Regions from separate parts of the Hordeum vulgare genome. Here region 1 is linked to region 2. Evidence: chromatin contacts called from public Hi-C data. All regions are on one chromosome and are shown on one strand. The core of a region is the stretch at or near the end of the contact, and the rest is flanking DNA. Distances in the headings are between cores, read along the strand shown.

Evidence for each region. A called contact is a pair of places that touch in the nucleus more often than the background predicts.
Region 1: a Hi-C map of leaf shows a contact between it and region 2, with 6 times the contacts expected there. The contact joins the promoter of LOC123427140 here to the promoter of LOC123427138 in region 2. A contact is called at or near these places in 3 of 6 Hi-C or Micro-C datasets (leaf and seedling) and 1 of 1 datasets of contacts at active chromatin or transcription factors (embryo).

The regions. Positions count from the first base shown.
Region 1 is chr2H:545,719,873-545,722,850 of MorexV3_pseudomolecules_assembly, forward strand. LOC123427140 (probable folate-biopterin transporter 2) reads left to right here and starts at 1,514. Exons shown (of 5, transcript XM_045111114.1): 1 at 1,514-2,291; 2 at 2,461-2,720; 3 at 2,839-2,934. The coding sequence starts at 1,910.
Region 2 is chr2H:545,358,211-545,360,938 of MorexV3_pseudomolecules_assembly, forward strand. LOC123427138 (protein CHROMOSOME TRANSMISSION FIDELITY 7) reads right to left here and starts at 1,286. Exons shown (of 6, transcript XM_045111112.1): 1 at 1,033-1,286; 2 at 564-780; 3 at 330-422; 4 at 16-90. The coding sequence starts at 1,091.

The DNA of each region.
Region 1 (2,978 bases), core at 264-2,763, 360 kb after region 2:
GACCATGCATCACATGCCTTAAATGGGTCGTACTGGCTATCGCCCCGACCGAGCGGCACCTACGCTACCGATCGATCAATCGGACGGCACGTGGGTGTGCGCTCGGGACAACCAACGAGCATGCAAGCACTTTTTAGAATTTGGGTTGAAATTAATCCTAGCGCCCGGCTGTAGCGTCCGCTTTGGAGATGCCTTTAGGACATCTACAGTCGGGTGGCTCAAACCACCCTCATACGTTTCGACGGAAGGCCTGATCAGAAAAACCCAACCAAGACGGACGCCTTAAACTAACCTCAAATCTCTAGTCTGGCCAACACCTCTCATATCTAGTCTAAATATGAGGCGGATATGGAGAGACTCGAATGCGACCAAGCGCGTCCACGTTAGACCCGACCCACGCTGGCCTATCCGATCCCACATATATCCGTCCCCGTCCCTTCCTCGCACCAAACCCTAGCTGCTCCGCTTCACTCCACTCCAGCACCTAAACTCCCGTCTGGCGATCTCCAAACTTCTTTGGCATGTCGGGCAGCGAATCTGAGTCCTACATCTCCAGATTCGTTCTCCGAGCTTATCCCACGCAACCCCAATGAGGAGATTATCATCCGGCTTGCGCTCTATCACTCACGTGAGGAGGAGGCCCGACGGCAGTGCTCGAACTCCTTTCATCGGGAATCCGTTGTGTCCATCCAAATGGTGCATGGATGCCCTGCTAGGTGTGTCGTCGCTACCTCATCGAAGGCGGTGCGGTATGTGTGGCGTCCGAACGCAGTGACAGATGTGGAACCCCTTCATTGAGGCGCCAAGGCAGAGGACCCACCATGGACGTCGTCTGACGAAAACATGGCACAGGATGCATGTCGTGTGCAACAGCGGGCACGGGAGGAGGCGACAGCCCTCGCCGTGGTGGACGTTGGCGAGGCGGAGTTGTATTTTCCGGTGCCCCGTATGGTGCACCAGTCTCTACGCCGCAACCGCGTTGTGGTGGATGTCGCCATCTCATCCCAGGATGGGTCCATCATCGATCTGACGTCCATCGACACCGTTAGGGATTCTGGCTCCGACAAGGAAGAGTGGGGCATGGAAGACCATGTCGCCTCGAGTCTCATGAGCTGGCTCGTGTTTCATGTCCTACTCTACCTCGCAAGAGATCGGAACAACACTCTGGGGAGCGTAGCCGGCCGTCGGACATGAGCGCGGCGAAGTTAGACGAGCTCCGCCTAAAGGATCAATTCAAGTTGCATGTAATAATATGGATTTGAGATTTTTAATTTGAGATATCCAATTGTATAATAGATTATTTGGTACTTGAATGGTTATTAGGCAATACCAATCTTAATGCCCCGTATGAGGTGGTTTAGAGCTCTTCTTAGAAAAAAGAAAGGTGATTTAGTAATATCCATTTTAATAATCAAAGCAAAGCAATAGCCAAGAATGTGACATCACGCGTGATCCCTTTTCCTGGATCATCCGTTGATAGCGAGGAAAAGAATGCCCTCCAATATCACCGTCGCTCACCGCCGGCAAATCAAATCAGAAAATTCACCACGGCCTTTCCCTTCCTCTCCCTCTCGTAGATTCCCATTGTCTGATGAACTCCGGCGACCGTGCCTGTCTGCACAACGCCCTGATTTTTCGTCTTCTCGCTCGTGTAGAAACAAGTTGCGAGTCCAAGTCAAACCAAACACCGCGAACTCGCACTTCGCCTCGTGCTCAGCTACTGCCTACTGCTAGGTGCTAGCCAGTCAGCTCACCAAGAAAATATACGCCGCATCTCGCGCTCGTCGGCCTCTCCCGGCGGCCAACCGCCCGGTCGCCGCAGCTCGCATTCCTGCCGCGCGGTTTCCCGTGGCTTCGCCGCAGATCCCCAAGAGGCCTCGGAAGAAACTGTTCCTCGCGGGCTACTGCTATGATGGATCCCGACGCCAAGGAGGGCGGGCCACTCGAAGAAGCTGGCGGCGCCGGCGCCGAGAGCGGTCCCCGCGACGGCAGCGTCGAATGCGGCGCAGCCTCCCCCTTCCGCTGGCTGCGGCGGCTCTCCCGCGAGCTGCACTGGAGCTTCGTGCTCGCCGTCTTCGCCGTCTACGGGGCCTGCCAGGGCGTGGGCAACGCCGTCGGGGTGGTCGCCGCCTCGTACTACAGCAAGGACGTGCTGCGCCTCCAGCCGTCCGCGGCGCAGTTCTACCAGGGCATCGTCGACTCGCCGTGGGTCGTCAAGCCCGTCTGGGGCCTGCTCACCGACGTCGTGCCCGTCGCCGGGTACCGCCGCCGCCCCTACTTCCTTCTCGCAGGTGAGAAGATTTGGGGATCTCTTCTTGATTCCAGACACACACACACACACACACTGACACACACACTGACACACACACACACACACAGAGACAAATAGGCAAACTCGACATCATTTTCATGGTTGGTATCCCCTGATGCTCTGTGTTCTGACTTCTGAGGTTAATGCAGGCGTAATTGGCGCCACATCCATGCTTATCATTTCCCTGCAAAGCAATCTGGGGCTCATACCGGCGGTCCTGGCCCTCACGGCGCAGAGCGCAGGCGCGGCAATAGCCGACGTGACGCTCGACGCCCTGGTTGCACAGAACAGCATAACACACCCACCGCTTGCCGCCGACATGCAGAGCTTGTGTGGGTTTTGCTCCTCATTTGGGTCACTGATCGGGTACTCCATCAGTGGCCTTCTTGTGCACTCCATGGGTGCCCAGGTTCGTGAGTCTCCTGTTATGTTAAGCTAATATGCTATCAATTCTTGTTCCTCACATGCCTTGGCATGCGAATTCCATGTTCTCGGCGAATGATATGTCTTGTGCTTGCTGTTTGAAGGGGGCTATTGGCTTGTTGAGCATCCCCTCTGCACTGGTGTTCTCAGCTGGGATTCTCCTGAAGGAGAGCAGAGTGACAAACTTCGATTACAAGCAGGTCAGACAGCACACTCGACTTTTTTGTTGGGTCGAATTACTGAA
Region 2 (2,728 bases), core at 36-2,535:
AAAAGTGTAACTTACCTTGCAGAGCTTATGAAGGAGCTGGCCTTCACCAAACCCCAGCTCCTTTTCCACCACTTTGATCACCTCCTGAAACTGACATATGTACATGATGTTAAATGGTTTGCAAACTAAATCTCAAAATCTGTGCAATTTGCATCTGCGTTTCTAATGTCGAAATGTGGATTGGTTGTGAAGTGGTTCAGGCTTTCAGCAGTAAGCATGGATGCATACACACAGATTACAGCTACCAGTCAACTTACAGTCTGCATTTCTTGCTGTTCCGTATACAAGTCATGCATCAGGACATAACAAAGTGAGTTTGCCCAAATTACCTTGCTGTTCCGTATACAAGAATTTTCACCTCTTGCTAGAATTATCCGGTCACCGCCCTCGGACCTCATAACCACGGTTTCCTCGCGCCAACCCTGCATTTCGTCGGTCAGAAACTCTCCACCCGTAGAAACAGCAAGGTGGAAACTCTCCACCCGTAGAAACTCTCCACCCTGCAATTCAAAAAAAAAAAAAAAAAAAAAAAAAAAAAAAAAAACAAGTGCAGCGCAATGAACCTTGAACGGGACGCCCTCGAAGTAGCTCTTGTGGTAGGCCCTGTGAACCTTCTCGTCATCGTCGTTGCCGCGGGCGTACATCATGCCGCAGACCGCGCACATGTGGAGGAGGAAATCAGGTTGCCCCAGCTCCAGGTGGAACTGCCCGTAGTTCCTCTTCTTGTTGAGGACCTTGCCGTCCCCGCAGCTCTTGGGCCTCTTCGCCTCCGTCGCCTCGCTGCCCAAAACCATCGACACGGATCAGTCGGATTCGCGAAAAGGTGAATCTGAAAGGCACCCATTCGGTGTAGAATACTTGCAAGATTTTGGAAGCATCGAACGGCCGTCCACTTGGAAGGAAATGAGAACGAACACAGGTCAAGATTTCGCGTCGGAGGATAATTCTGCATCAGTTGTAAGGGTAGGCTCGGAACCGGCGAGGTTTGGTGCGAGCAGTGATCGGCTTCAAGCGGGGAAAGGGAAGAAGAACCTGCTCGGATCCGGCCCCGTGACCTGGCGCTTGAAGAACGTGTTGATCTTGGGCTGCATCTCCTCGCGCTCTCCCCCTTCTTCTTTCCTGCCGGAGTGGGGGAAGAAGAGGCGACGGCGGCGGGCGGAGACGATGAAGACGCTGGGTGGGGACTGAGAGGGGGGCAAGCGGGCGAATGGACGGTGCTGATGAGGGGATGACGCCGCGAGGGGAGGAGATCGGACGGGCAGGGAATGGGAAGGCCGTCACGCGGGGTTCTGAGATGAAGACAGGGATTCGCTCCGCCGTTTTTAACCGAAGCTCCGTTGGAAACAGAGTCCTGGAACGGAGGGACTCCGAACAGGCCATTCGTCTCCATCTTTCCAATTTTGCTTTCAAATCAAATAGCAGCCCTCAAATTCACTCTAGCAGCCCTCAAATTCACTCTACTCTCTAATTATACTATGCACTATATCCTCTATATTTTTAAGACCTCACAATTAATTAAGATCTTTAATTTAGAAATGCACCACTCGATTTTCCCTGGTCAACAATTTTCAAGGATATCTCCCGTTCAATTCTTTTAGTCCACTAACCTCTCATATTCAATTCTTTTATACTACACACGATGCTTGTTAATTTTAAGGCCTCACATTAATTAAGGTCGTTAATTTAGAAATGGATTATTCGATTTTGATCGGGTTAACAATTTTTCAAGGAGTCCCCCTTCATTTCTTTGAATTCACTATGTTCCCTATTTCAATTTTGAATATAAATAAAACTCACTCCATCATCTCCCTCATGCGCCAAACTTTCACATTCATTTCTTTGAATTAACAGAATCATACCACGAAAGACCCACCAAACTATCACATTATAAATATAAATAAAACTCACTCCATCATCTCCCTCATCCGCCAAACTAAATATTTTATCAGTTCTAAAATATAAGGGGTATTAGATTTTTGAAAAGTCAAATTCCTATAACTTTGACCAAATTCAGAGCAAAAAATATCATCATCCACAATATTAAATAAAAAACTATGAAAATTCATTTCACGATGAATCTAATCATACCTACTTGATATTACAGATTTTGATATATTAATTTGATTAGACTTAAAAGGTTTGACTTTTCATACACCTTATACTTTGAAACAAAGTGATGTATCTTCTAAGAAATCCAACAATACCAACGACGCAGCAAAGCGCGCCCAACCCTTCTAGTTTAATACACTATGCTCCTTGGTTTTAAGGCCTTACATTTAATTGACGTCTTCAATTCTGAATTGGGTCACTGATTTTGACCAGGTCAATGTTTGAAGGGAAATGCTTCTTAACGGATGTCTGATAGGAACAAATCTTCAGACTGGTCAAGGAACGTAGATGAAGTTTTCATCTCATGGCTGAAATTGATTCCAAATCTGGTAGACGTGTTTCCATATATATCTGCGTGACTTCCTTGCCATGTATTCACCCATAATCACTCCCGTAATAATCGCACCAGCCCCAAACACTCCCCACGCGTCCCTCGTCCCCGGCTCCATGGCTGCTCCAAAATCACCTCCATCCCAGAGCTCACATCCTGAATCCATCCGCCATGATTCAGCCATCCCCCTTGGACCCTAAGATTAACCGGGTCGGTGCACCATCCCATCCGGTGGCTATGCCTATTCTACATGACATGCACAAAGGACGAGGTCACAACTTCCTTGCC